2 separate regions of the Rattus norvegicus genome follow, and region 1 is linked to region 2. A link is a contact called in public Hi-C data. All regions are on one chromosome and are shown on one strand. The core of a region is the stretch at or near the end of the contact, and the rest is flanking DNA. Distances in the headings are between cores, read along the strand shown. Region 1 overlaps Ctdspl (CTD small phosphatase like). Region 2 holds the start of Ctdspl (CTD small phosphatase like).

The links. A called contact is a pair of places that touch in the nucleus more often than the background predicts.
Region 1: a contact with region 2 is called in a Hi-C map of liver, with 2.3 times the contacts expected there. The contact joins the enhancer-like site here to the promoter of Ctdspl in region 2. A contact is called at or near these places in 3 of 12 Hi-C or Micro-C datasets (frontal cortex, liver and mammary epithelial cells).

The regions. Positions count from the first base shown.
Region 1 is chr8:127,598,144-127,604,511 of GRCr8, reverse strand. The region is part of intron 1 of Ctdspl (CTD small phosphatase like); the gene reads right to left. Among named protein-coding and RNA genes, the nearest start is that of Trnag-acc3, 14 kb to the left of the region's middle. Within about 2 kb of position 2,456, at least 10 of the 93 cell types and tissues checked have an H3K27ac peak or open chromatin away from gene starts, as enhancers often do. A contact at or near this core is called in liver, where this site is marked.
Region 2 is chr8:127,516,732-127,523,776 of GRCr8, reverse strand. It overlaps Ctdspl (CTD small phosphatase like), which reads right to left and starts at 3,278. Exons shown (of 8, transcript NM_001395740.1): 1 at 2,823-3,278. The coding sequence starts at 2,901.

The DNA of each region.
Region 1 (6,368 bases), core at 1,207-3,706, 82 kb before region 2:
AAGTGGCCCCTTCGAGCTTTACCTCCAGTGCAGAGAACATTTCTGTGCACGCAAACACCAGTACAGAAGGCAGCGAGTTGAGCCCTTCTGCTTGCATGAGGCTTCGAGTCGGGCCTCACCTCAGGTCCTTTCTAGGAAACCACGTATGAAGTAGTGTTGCAATCATGGCATCCCTGGAGTGCCCACGAGGAGCTTCACCATGGCTGGCCATGGGGTCGGCGCTCCAGAGTCCCAACAAGACTAGTCTGAAGAGTACGTGACTAGGATCTTGGCTGAGTTTATGCCCACGGGGGAGGCTACAGTGGAGTGGCGTCTACACTGGGGGAGGGCAATTTCGGTCAGCGTTTTATGTTTCCTGATCCTCTGGTGTCCTTACAGTTTCCAGAAATGTTGAAATGTCCCCAGACCAGCCACATGCCACGTAACCACAGACCTTTCATTTTCTGTAGACTGGATCTGGCTGACAGTCAGGATGTGAGAAGTTTTGGGACCACCCACCCTGGCTCTGGGACCTAACCCTTTGCAGTCTTCGCTCACGCAGACTTTGTGTGCTCACCACCCTGTGTGGCTACCACATGGCTTTGTTCCATCCTCCCCTCCTCTCTGACTCGCACGTCTTAGCCGCCATCCCTCTGCACCGCTGAGGGACAGTTTGAGGGGGTGCAACCGCAGAACGACTGTTGATTGACAGGTTCTGGGAGGAAGGGACTCACTGTCTTCAGTTGTGACCTCACCAGGTCCTGACGGACAGTTACAAACCCACGGTCCTACAGGTGACGCTCGCTTGTCTCAGTGGGTCACAGAACCAGATGAACAGACATGAACATGAGAGGCTTTGGGGCGGACAGGGGCCTAGGGAGATTGGGGTGAATTTGTCTGAGGACAAATTTAATTACAAATAAAGAGTTTGGGACAACTAGCAGCATCTGACTTCGCTACTTGATGTAATCACCTCCAACGTTAAGTTCCTTCCCGTGAGAGACATCTTAGCAGCCAAACACAGGTCTCCTTTTAGTTCCCATGACATGAGGCTTGCCTCTATCTGGCACAGGGGCTATATCTCCCAGGACAGCACGGTCCAGAGAAGAGTAACATTACTGTCAAAGTGCGTTCAGTCAAGCTAACTGCAGACTGGCCTAAGTCTATCCGTGGCATTTAGCAAGGAGCTCTGAGGTAATCTTTTTCTCCTCCTCCTCCTCCTCTTCCTCCTCCTCCTCCTCCTCCTCTTCCTCCTCCTCTTCTTCCTCCTCTTCCTCTTCTTCTTCTTCTTTTTTCTTTTTTTTGGAGCTGGGGACCGAACCCAGGGCCTTGCGCTTGCTAGGCAAGTGCTCTACCGCTGAGCTAAATCCCCAACCCCGCTCTGAGGTAATCTTAACAAAAGTCTCTGTGCCCTCGCAGCGGAGCACCTCCAGTATCTACCCTTCCTCACGGGATGGCTTAGAACTCTGGCCTGTCTTCATCAAGAATCCTGCTGGGGTGGGTGAGAGGTGGATGAACTGGGGCCAAGCCTGAGCTGAGCTCATGCCCAGAAAGTACCTGATGGAAGGAAAGAGCTGGCTTCTCCAAGTTGTCCTCTGACCCCCCATGCCTGTGCGATGGCCCCTCCCTACCCACACACATATGAAGAATCCTGGTAGCTAGTTCGGCGGGAATCCTCCTAACTCCCGATGTCTCTTCCCATTAACTGTCTACCCACTGACCTCCACTCCGCCTGGCTGTGAACACCACTTGTCCATGTTGTGTTCACACTTCACCGAGGCTCTACACTCAAGTCTCATCCCCCATTGTACCCATCTAGAGGGCGATCTCTTTGCTATTTTAACTATTAGCCAGTTCCGGTTTCCTCCAACAAGGTACCGCTTTGACCGTCGATGTGACAGAGCACCCCAAACTGCTCTCACGAAAAAGTGAGTCTTCTTATTATCAAACCTAAGTAATCTGGGTCTGGGAATGGGGGCCGGGTGGCTCAGTGGGTAAGAGCAATCGCTGGGCGGGCCTGAGGGCGTGAGCTCACATGCCTAGCACCCGTTTCAAAAGCAACCGTAACTCCAGCCCTAGGAGGGATGGCGACTGGGTGCTTGCTGAGGCTTGCTGCTGATGTTCTCCTCAGGGGAGGCGCATGTACCTGCATACCCCATACCCCACCCCCCCACCACACGCACAAGAGCGGTCCACAGATCTAGATCAATACAACATTCCTGTGGCTGTTCGTGCTGCTACAGCTTCGGAACGAAACATCAGATGTGCCTTACGTTAGCGCTATGGCTTCACTCAGAGGAGTGCTGGAGCAGAGCGCACTAATTACTATCTTAAAGAAACCGGTACTGCTGAACTGGCAACTACATCCCACTGGGGAAAGCCAAACACCCTCTAAAGAGGAGGGTGAGGCGAGCCCTTTCCGCTGGAGGCCAAGGCAGAAATGAATGCACCATTTCTTCCCTCCTAGAATGGGCTCCTATCTCTGGACCTCCTCCCAGGCCATGGTCTGGAATGGGTGTCTAACAGGAAATTCTGGGCAGTGTACACATACGTTACATTCCTTTCCCATCCCAGAAGCGGCAGTCAACAAACGCAGCTTCCCTTCTTGTTGGAATAAAATGGGAGTGTTCGGAGAGGAGAGGGGCCAGGCTACAGACCACAGAGTTTAAAAGATTTAGTTCCAGATATCCAATCTGGCCCTTATTTTATTTCCAGGAGATAAACTTCCCTGAGGAATCCAGGGGACAGTCTGGAGGAGCTATGGGATGAAAATGTTGACCACGGCTCTTCTCAGTGAGTGGACCACTTCCTTCACCGTGACAGCAGTGCTTCCCTGTCCCAACTTAAGTTTGTGGAGTGCGTTTGTATGAAGTCCTTAATAGCAGTCATGTCTGCTCTTCAAGGTGTGTGGTACAATCATAGCCGGCCCATGTCCCCATGAGAAAGCAGAGACTCCCAGACACCCAGGTTCCTGGTGTGCTCCCTGGCCTTGCCTAGTGCGCTCCCTGCATGTTGGGTCTTCTTTCCAGAGAATCTGAGCCCTTAATTCACTTTAGAGTCACCCTTGAACCACAATGGGGAGCCAGGAAGGCACAGAGTGGGCAGAACTGAGTCCTCCCTGTCTGTACCCAAGCACAAGCCTCTCAGGGACCATGCCTATGAACCCCCACTCTTCCTCATCTGAGCACTTTCTGGGTCCCCGTGACCAGGGACTGGTTAAACAAGCCAGGCATGTGTGAGGCTGGGATCCGAGTTCTGAGCCACGGCCACACAGTGGTTTTATTTACACCGAGAGCCACGGCAGCAACGCAAAGGATTGAAGCACGGAAGAGAAGCGCAGGTTAAAATTTAACAGTAATCGAATCAACGGTGTTAATGAAAAAAGGAAGCCCAACTTTTGCGCTTATCAATGGAGCAAACCGGAGCGCTCCGGTGAAGGGACGTGAAGCTTGTGGGGCTCTGGCCTCACTCAGACACTGCCCACTCCGTAGCTGGCAACAACCATTTGAGAGGCAGAACAGAAGCATGGCATGCGACGGGAGGTGTTTGTGATAATTAGTTTAACTGCCAACTTGACACAAGATGGGTGGGAAGAGAGTCTCAGGGAAGGGCTGTCTGGCCAGGCTGGCCCGTGGGCATGTCTGGGGGGCGGGGTTGTCTTGATTGTCTTAATGGATGTGGGGAGACCCAGCCTGAAAGCGAGGAACACAGCTCTCCGATGTTGGACCCTGAACCGTGTAAGGGGAGAGCGAGCTAGTTGAGCACAGCACACATGCCTCCTCCTCTCCCCTCTGGACTGCCTGTGACCGGTTCTAACTTCCTGCACTTTGACGGACCTGGACCGCACTGTGAGCTAAAATAAGCCCTTTCTCCCGTGAGTTGCTTTCCATCACGGTGTTCACCATGGCAACAGAAATGGAGCTAGACAGGATAAATGCAAGCAATGTGGATGATGGAGGGGCAGAAGGGCTGTTGCTGTAGCGGTTAGTCATGACGATGGCAGCTACAAGCGGGTGCTGTGTGTTCAGGAGCGGACCTTCTCCCATGGGACACGTGTGGTTAGCACAGACGACCGTCTTAGACCTGTTCCAGTCCTGCCTATATCAGCGGTGTGGGCTGAATAAACTCTGGAAGGTGGGGTGTGGGCCCTTACCAATCTCGTTCCTGGGCCTAGAAATGCCGGTGTACCACAGGCCTGCCAAAGGAGACTCGGAATTGGTCATTCTCAAGGCTGGGATAGAGAAGCCTAACCAAGGCAACTGAAGGGAGGGGGTGTTCATTCGGGCTTCAGTTTCAGAGGGGTAAGGGTCTCTGATGGCGGAGCAAAGACACGGTAGCCGGAGCAGGAAGCTAATGGTCCACATCTTCCAACCACAAACACGAAGGAAACAGTGAAGGCCAAGTGTCCTGAGGAGTTTAGCTGTGGGCCTCACCTCAGGTCCCTCCCTGACAGTGATATTTCTTCAGTGAGGTTGTATCCTCTAAACCTCCCCAAACAAGTGTTCAAAAGCCCGAGACTACGGGCGACACTCACAGATGTTAGTGATCAGATCAATAAGCAGAAGGATGGAAGTGACTCTAAAATTAATAACACAGTGCTCCTGCCGACTGCCGGGGACGAGCTGGATCAAACAGTACCCACTGGGCCATCTCTCCAGCCCCTCACACAAGCTACTAAGTCCAAACTAAAATAACACACACACGCACACACACGCACGCATGCACGCACACACACACGTGCACACACACATACATGCACACACACACGCATGCACACACATGCACACATACGCATGCACACACACAGACACACACACACAGACACACACACACACACACGGTTCTTTTCTACCCGAGAGATGTGTGTACGTGTGTGTATGTGTAGTATCTATCTATCTATCTATCTATCTATCTATCTATCTATCTACTATCTACTGTCTATCTATCATCTATATATCATCAATCTAATCTATCAATACACATCTGTTTGATCTACCTATCTATCTATCTATCTATCTATCTATCTATCTATCTATCTATGCTTTTTGAACTCACAGAGATCTACCTACCTCTGCCCTCTGAGTGCTGGGATCAGAGGTGTGTGACACCACGCCTTGCCCTGCTAGTACTTTTTTAAAGCAAACATTTCCTTGTCCGTGGTTTCCTCTGTTTCTCGGGATACACTAAGGAGCCATTTCCTCCTAAATGGTCCACCCTTCGTCATCCTGGTCCTCTGTCCCTTATGCAACCCTAATCTATTCCCCTCCGCTGCCAGTAACGTGCAGTCTCGTGGGCAGCTTTATGGTTTTGAACTTAATAGCAGTGCCCCCCTCCCAAATGTTTATTTGAAAACGTCTTGGCCGGCCCAAACTTCCATACTTCCAGACAAATGTCAGAGTTACTTACATAATTCTAAAACAAAATAGCTCTGGGGATTACTTGCCTTCATTTAATAAAATTTATATCCGCCGATGATTCAAGTTAATTGCACTTGAAGTTATAAACAAAGGTTAAAGTTTAAAAAAAATCAATTTTGTTGTATTATGCTTAAAGACTGCCAAGATTGTACAGCCCGGTCTACTGGCCTAAAATAGACCCATTGATAACTGGGCTATGTGCTCTGTAATCTCCATGGTAACCACAAACAATACTTACAGAAGAGAAACTAAGGAAACAGAAAGGAGTCGAGGCCTGTCACCACACCAAATGACCAATGAGACGCAGAGACAGAAAGAAGTGGAAGGAATGAACTTATGTGGCGTAGAAAACAAGAAACTGGTAACAATTCTTTCTACCGATAATCACTTCAAGCACTTAGATTAAACTCCAATAGCAATACACAAAGGGGCTGACCTTAGAAAAATCAAGATCCAGAGTCCTTAGAAGGGCACAGTCTGGCTAAGAGCCCAAGGACAGGAGGATATGTCCATCCCCCTCCCCCGACCCCATGCAAGCAGGGACAAACCACAGTGGAGCTGACAACACAGACCTAAGAGCTGTCACAGGAGACAGATGGTGTCATGGGATCAAGGGCATTGAGGAGATGGCTCAGTGGGAGACGGCTTATCGTGCAAGCATCAGAACTGAATTCCCAGCACACACATAAAGAGCTGGGATTGGCAGAGCCTCTAAGTAACACCAACACTTAGGGGTCAGAAATGGGTGGAGCCTGGGGCTTATTGGCCAGCCAGCCTGGGCCAAATGATCGGTAAAAGACTCTGCATTTGGTCTCTGCATACACACCTGTATACTAACATGCATGTCCCCCTACACACTCATGTGCATGCCCCCATTCTCTCTCTCTCTCTCTCTCTCTCTCTCTCTCTCTCTCTCTCTCTCTCTCATGCATGCACACATCCGTTCCTTAAATTCAGTAGGAAGATGTATAA
Region 2 (7,045 bases), core at 2,029-4,528:
AGCTGGAAGTAATAAGCCAGAGCCACGGGCTGGCCACTGTAACACTCAGCTCTGAGCGGTGCACCATCACACACACACTGCACAGAGAGGCAACCCGGCATCGGACTCCCTCTGCCAAGGTCCTGTGCTGAAGGTGTGTGGAGCATGGTACACTGGTGCACCGGGTGGAGTCCCCAGTGTACCTACGAGACGTTCCTCATCCCTCCCGCCAAACCCAGGAGCGGTCACCGCCGCTCCTATTTTACAGAGTAAATAAGTGAAAGCAAACATTGTAAGACCATCGATCTCTTCCTCACCACAAACACTTCCAACCATCATCGCAGGCCCGATACTTAAGCAAATGACTGTCGTGATTTAAATCACGCAGAACGCGTTCTGCCTATCTGAAGCTATCGGCACACTTAAGCTGGGAGCACAGCTGAACCTGTTTGGTGGTTTATTATTCTAAAGAAGCTGTTTCAAAATTTGATTCTCAGAAATAGGCACGAAGGTGGGAGGAACATGTGTTGGAGGGGGGTGGTAGGGGGAGTTGGGGGTGGACGTGATCCACAGACAGTTCGTATCTGCACTGCTGTCAGAGCGCACACACTTAAAACCCAATTTAAAAAAACGACGACCCTCTGTTATTTTGTTATACTGCAACTGATCAAAATTATATTAACTTTTTGGAGTAAAAAGAAATCTCAGGTAAAGTGGAACTTTAATGCTTTTACTAGCCAAGCACCCCACCCTAGAACAACAGGCGAGGAATTCTCCTACTTGGTTAACAAGTAACCAATCTGACAGTGAAAACAAACGAAACGGGCTGTTAAGGATATGAAAAGCCCCGGCCAGAAAAGCACTGTCAACAAGCTGCACAGGGCCAGTAACATGCACAGGGTTCAGCATTTCCACGGACCTGCTCTGCCTCAGGAATCTGGTCAGTCAGAGCACACGAAAAGCTTGCAAAATTACCCACTCCCAAGGTGAGGGGAGGGCAGCAAGAGAGACCAGGTCCTGACAAGTATCCCCTAGCTTCCTGCCACATCCCTTCCACCAAGAACCGAGCTTTCGGCCGCATAAAGCCCACAGTAGAGGAGAATGCTGGGTTCACCAAACTTTCTTGAAGCTACCTTTTAAACACCCTCTGTGAGGGGACATGTCCAGCTAGGGCCCCAAGAGCTCAGGTCCTTATAGTGGGAAAGCTAGGCCAGAGAGGTGCTCTCTACTTAGGCCCCAGGAAGTCGGGGGATTCACTCCCTGCCCTCTCGAAGGTTTTTAGAGCTCGTTTATAGGGTATAGAAGACTGGGGGGGGGGGGGTGTTGAATCCTTTATTTTACATTTAGAAACCAGCTTGTAGACAAAGGCAGTGTTTACAGTCTACAGAGTGAAACAGGACAGGACGGCAGAGGGGACCTGGGGAAAGTTTCTGTGTTTTCCTGCTGACCATGCCCAGGGGTTAGGGGTCGAGCGTGGGCAGTGGTGGTGGACTGCTCCTCCCATCCTCATCCTACTTCCCCGGAGGGCTGCAGTCCTCACTGCACAAGCACAGAGGGCGGAGGCCTGTGGAAAGAAACCTGACTCTTCCAGTGCCTGCTGTGGCCAGCCCAGGGCTTGGAGGGGACAAGCAGGTCCTCAGGGAGTGGAGGGGGACTTAGATGTTTGTACTACACATGGCAGAAGGACTGTGAAGCAAGAGTCAGTTGCCAGAGCAAACCAAGTCAGATTGGTTAGCTTTTCAAAACAATCTGTCCAGCTAGCAGGACACAGTGACTCCAGGCACTTGTGTGAAGACGTCAGTTCTCTGAGGGGTCAGCATACCAAGAAAGAGCAAAAAGTAAACAGAGGTAGGGATCGGTGCCAGAATACACCCACAAACAAACCAGGTGCAGCATGGAACTGCCTGATTAGCCCCTGACCAGCTACCCAAAAGGGCACAGCTCTAACACACTAAGAGTTTGCCAAGTGAAGTGTGGAGCTCCTCGAAACCCACAGGAGGCCCGAGATGCCAGGCGGTAGAGTTCCTGACAGGCTGGTTGGTGCTGGGAGATGAGCTAAAAAGGAAGTGTGCGTGTGTGTGTGTGTGTGTGTGTGTGTGTGTGTGTGTGTGTGTGTGTGGTGGGGTCAGGGCTGCTTCTCACCTCTCTTCTCCTCCATGTGCACAACCAACTAAATATTCTCCAAGACATGGCCTCTCCGTGCTACGCACAATCAGGCACACGCATGTGTGCATTTGTGTACACACAGGATCTTGGTCAAAGGCAGACATGCGCACACACACCCTAACAGTAGAGAGACACAATACAATCTGACAGTTGGATAGTGGAGGGACGGACGGACGGACACACACACACACACACACACACACCCCTCCTCAGGAGTGAACACACACATACAAGGTCCACAGGCTCAGGCTCTGCACACTGTTCGTTCACCACCTCTCAGAGGCATACAGACCTCCACCTAAGTCCACAAACTCACAGCCTGTCAGGAACGCACACAATCTGCTAGAAGCACACACGCCCTTACAATCTCTCAGTTGGCCTGCACATACACGTAGGTGTACACACAACCTGTCACACGTACTGCATGCACACTTAAAACAGCTCCATGCAGTGCACACATCCGATCCCAACTTCTCAGCCGCTCATGCACACTCACAGGAGCTCAGCTGGCACAGGCACCCTCGCAGCCTCCCTCTGCTCCAGGCGCACCCCACACCCACGCACCCTCTTGGCCCGGTACACCCCTCCCCCACGCTCGTGCGGGCACACACCGAGAACTCCGGAGACACGGGGTGCACTCACGCCCCCCGCGGCAGCTGCCCGTGCCCCCTCCTCACCTTTTTCGCCCGCGACGGGCGACCGGGCCTCATCTTCCTTGGGGTTGGTCACCTGGGTGATGATGGCCGGACCGTCCATGGGTGCGCGCCGCGCCGGCCGCCCGCAGGCCCGGCCCCCCGCAAGCTAGGCGCGGGGGGCGCGCGGAGGCGCGGCGTAGGGGGCGCGCAGGGGCGCGGCGCGGTGGGGCGCTCGCCGCCGCTGCCGGGGCGCGCCCGCCGCCCGGCCCCGCGCTCCGAGAGAGGCGGCCGGGGCCCGCGCCCCAGCTCCCGCCGCCGCCGCCGCCGCCGCCGCCGCTGGGCTGAAGCGGCCGCCGCCTCGTCAGCATGAACCCCGGAGCCGCGCCCGGGAGAGCCGCGCTCGGAGAGGCGGAGCGGGAGGCCCGGCGCCGCGGGAAGCGCGAGCGGGCGACGGAGAGAAGGAGCGAGCGCGGAGCTAGGGCGGGAGGGCGGGAGAGAGGGAGCGCGAGGGGGAGGGAAGGAGGAAAGCGAGGAGGGCGGGCGGGTGGGTGTGTCCCGGCCCGAGGACTGGCCTCCACCGCCGCCGGCGCTGCCCGCCCGCCCGCCGCCCGCCGCCCGCCGGGGAGAGGGGTGCGGGGCCGAGTCGGGGGCTCAGCGTGCGGGGTGTGGTCTGGGGCGGTGGCGCGCGCGCGCGGGGCACAGGGGCCCTCAGGGTAGGTGGGAGGGTGCAGTGGAGCCTGGGAGATGGAGCAAGCTCAGCGATCGAGGTGTGGGCCGCGCGGCGCCGAATGGATGCGCGGGGAGTGCCCGGCGGAGGCCCGGGGTGCAGCGGGATCGCCGGCCGAGGCCCGGGGAGATTTATTCACCCCGAGGCCAGACACCGTGAGAGACGTTTGCAATCGGTAGTAGGTTCCGGGTGAGGGACGTCCTGACGTTCGAACTAGGAATGGAGGGTTCCGCAGGAGAACAGGGAGCCAGGCTGAAGAGGGGCTCCAGCACGGAGTTGGGGTGATGTAGAGCTAGGATGTGCGGTGAGCCGTAGGGGATGCCGGGCCCGGGAGTGAGGAACGGGGTGAGAGGTGCGCGGAGTCTGCAGACCCGGCTCGCATTGTGTTGTCCGCATAAGCAACCGGGGTGAGAGTCGGTGTGCAGAACAGTGAGTCCTCGAGACTAGACCTCTTGGCACGTGATACTATGGGCACCTCTGCGAGGGGTTCGGCTGCTTGGGGACAGAAAAGAGGTTGTGGGTGGCTGATGAGATGGAAAGGGGGGCCTGTAGGAGCAGAGTTGGGCCAGGACTCAAGTACATGAGCATCAGGCTGTTGTCAGGTCTGGGGTGCCAGCCAAAGCATGGGTGTGAGCAAGTGCCCACCAGCTTCGGAGAGTCTGAGCCTTTTGGCACCCGCACCTCCTTGCTCCAACTTGCAGGCCCGACTTGCAGCGCTGTCAACCGGTGGGCGGGGGCAGTGCTGCAGGGGGGCGGGCCGCGAGTGCTCGCGCGCGCTCCTCACCAATTACCGCTGTGTGGGCGGAGCTGAAGCTCGTGACGGACAGACGGGCTGGAGATGAAAACCTGACTCCGCCCATTCGCCTGTCTGCGCGCGCATTTGCCCCTACTTCCCCCAATCCCCTCTCCCCCGGTGGTTTTTAAGAGGGAAGGCCTGCGGGAACTTCCCTACTTTTCTACGTGGGTGCAATCCCGAAGCTGGCACCATTCAAGCCGCATGTTCACCGGTGAGCGTCTGCAAAGTTGGAAAGAAACTTCCAGAAGCGCCTCTGTTTGAGGCGAGCCCACAGACGGGTGAAGTCTATGGCGCCCCATTGTGGGAGACTGACCCGGGGCCGGACTCCCTCCGTCTCTGCAGAGGAGCAGTTATTTAAGGGAATTAGACAAGAAGTAAGCGTTTTTGTTCTCAAACTCAAGACCTCAAGTGGCATCCTGGTACTACTGTGCGTGGAGAAGACGTCCCAGCTGCCCCTGGAGTGCGCTCACCCAGGAGTATCTGCCCTTCTCGAAGCACCTTAGGGATCCCCAGGATATCCTGGGGACCAAACCGCGAAGTGTCCGTTTGATTAGGAATGCAAGCTGTACCAAGTAGCCCACCCGCCAGGACATGACCTCGAAGGTCCAGACTGGCACCCGAGCTTTGCCTTGTCTCAACTTGTCTAATGTCTGTCACACATTCTGAGGATGTGCCTGGAGTATCTGGACTCACCTGGTCACGAGTTTAAGCCCTGGATTCCTTTGTCTAAGGGAAGCGGGTGGGAGGACTTCCAAGGACTGTTCTTGTGGAAAAGGGGCCATCACAGAACGGTTTTCATACATCGAGCCTCCAGCAGCTGCGATGCCATGGGACCCTCCAGTAACAAATTCTTGCCTTACCAGCACCCTCTATCCTTCTCAGCTTCCTGAAATCACCTCTAGTCTCCCAGCGCCAACTCCACCCATTCGCCCTTCGTTTCTTTTTTTCTTTTTCTTTTTCTTTTTCTTTTCTTCGGAGCTGGGGACGGAACCCAGGGCTTTGCACTTGCTAGGCAAGCGCTCTACCACTGAGCTAAATCCCCAACCCCTCGTTTCTTTGTAAATATAAATTCGTACACATTTCATATATGTATACACTATATTTTGATCAGTTCACCCCTCAGCTCCCCTCAGCAGCTGCCACATTGCATCCCCCGCCCCATTTCATGTTCTCTTTTATAATTATTTGTTTATTTGACCTACTAATTAATTACAATTAGCCTGAGCACATAGGGATGGGGTCATTCACTCAGCCATGGACAAGTAAACTGGGGGTGGGACCGCCGAAGGCCCGCCCCACTCACTGCTGGAAATATCACCTGTTCTGGTCTCTGTGCAGGCAACCACAGCTTCTGTGGTACCATGGAAAACGGAAATGTAACACAGCACTCTCCCTCCATCCTTCTGCTTTTACAATTTCTGCCTCCTTTTCCACATGTTTGCTGAGCTCAGGTTGGTAGAAGGGGCCCGTGTAGGGCCGAGCATGCGCAGTTGGTTAGTTGTTCCGCCATGTCTATAAGATGAATTAAATATTAACAATAGCAACTACATACAAATAAACGTGGGCAAATGCTTTTGCTCTTGAAAGGAAAGGATCTAAGAGTGGCAAATACTTGAGAGATGACAAAATATAAAATGGCTACATTTGGGTGTCTCTGCCCACTTAGCAAGCATTCCTTGAGCGCCTTATCTTTGTTAGGCGTTGGGGATTATGGCGCTGAGCTCCCCTAGTCTCCCCACAGATCAAGCATGACTTGTGGCTGTTCCTAGGGAGGCCTTTAGGTCTCCAAGTATTGGAGTATTGTTGCTCTTTGAGATTTGAAGAAAGCATCTCCGGTATCCAGAGGACAGGTTGAAGCCATTGGAGGTCAACCACATTAAGGCTCAGATGCTGAAACAGTTAAAAGGATGGGTAGAAGTCATGTTTCCCATACTGCTGTGTGATGTATGCCATCACATAGTACTCTTGGGCCACTGATAGAAAAACAACGTTGGATCCCAGCCTGATGCACACCTGTAACCTCAGCACTCAGGAAGTAGAGGCAGGTGGATCTCTGAGTTCAAAGCCGGCCTGGCCTACAGAGTGAGTTCCAGCGCCACCAGGGCTGGAACCTGGTGCTACGTAGAGAAACCCTGCCTCGAAAAACCAAAATAAATAAATAGATAAATAAAAATATCTGTCTATATTGTGTTGTTTTTCCAAGACAGGGTTTCTCTGTGTAGCCCTGGCTCTCCTAGAACTCTCTTTGTAGACCAGGGTGGCCTTGAACTCAGAGATCCACTGGCCTCTGCCTCCTGAGTGCTGTGATTAAAGGAGAGTGCCACCACACTCAGCTTTCTTGCATATTCTTAATTTAGGGGAAAAATTGTGTTCATGCCCATGCCCTATTAACCCTTTAGTGACAGATGCTCTTCCCAGATTGTAGTCCTTTATCAATACAGTGAACAGCTCTGCAAAGCAGACAAGACAACACAAGACGGAGGACTATACACACTGTGTCTATATTATAAACACAAGGAGCTCATGACCAAGGGGGCATGTAAACCAGCCTAGGGTATCCATTCTGAGAGTACAAAGCAGAAGAGGTTATTAAAACACTGACCTTGTGTTCGCTCGTCCATTGAATGTCTGTTTGTCTTTCCCCTTCTTAACTCTCCTCTGGATAAATTAAGTGTACATTACACTATTTCATTGCTGTCTTCTTTTATATTATTATTATTATTATTATTAATTATTTTAGGT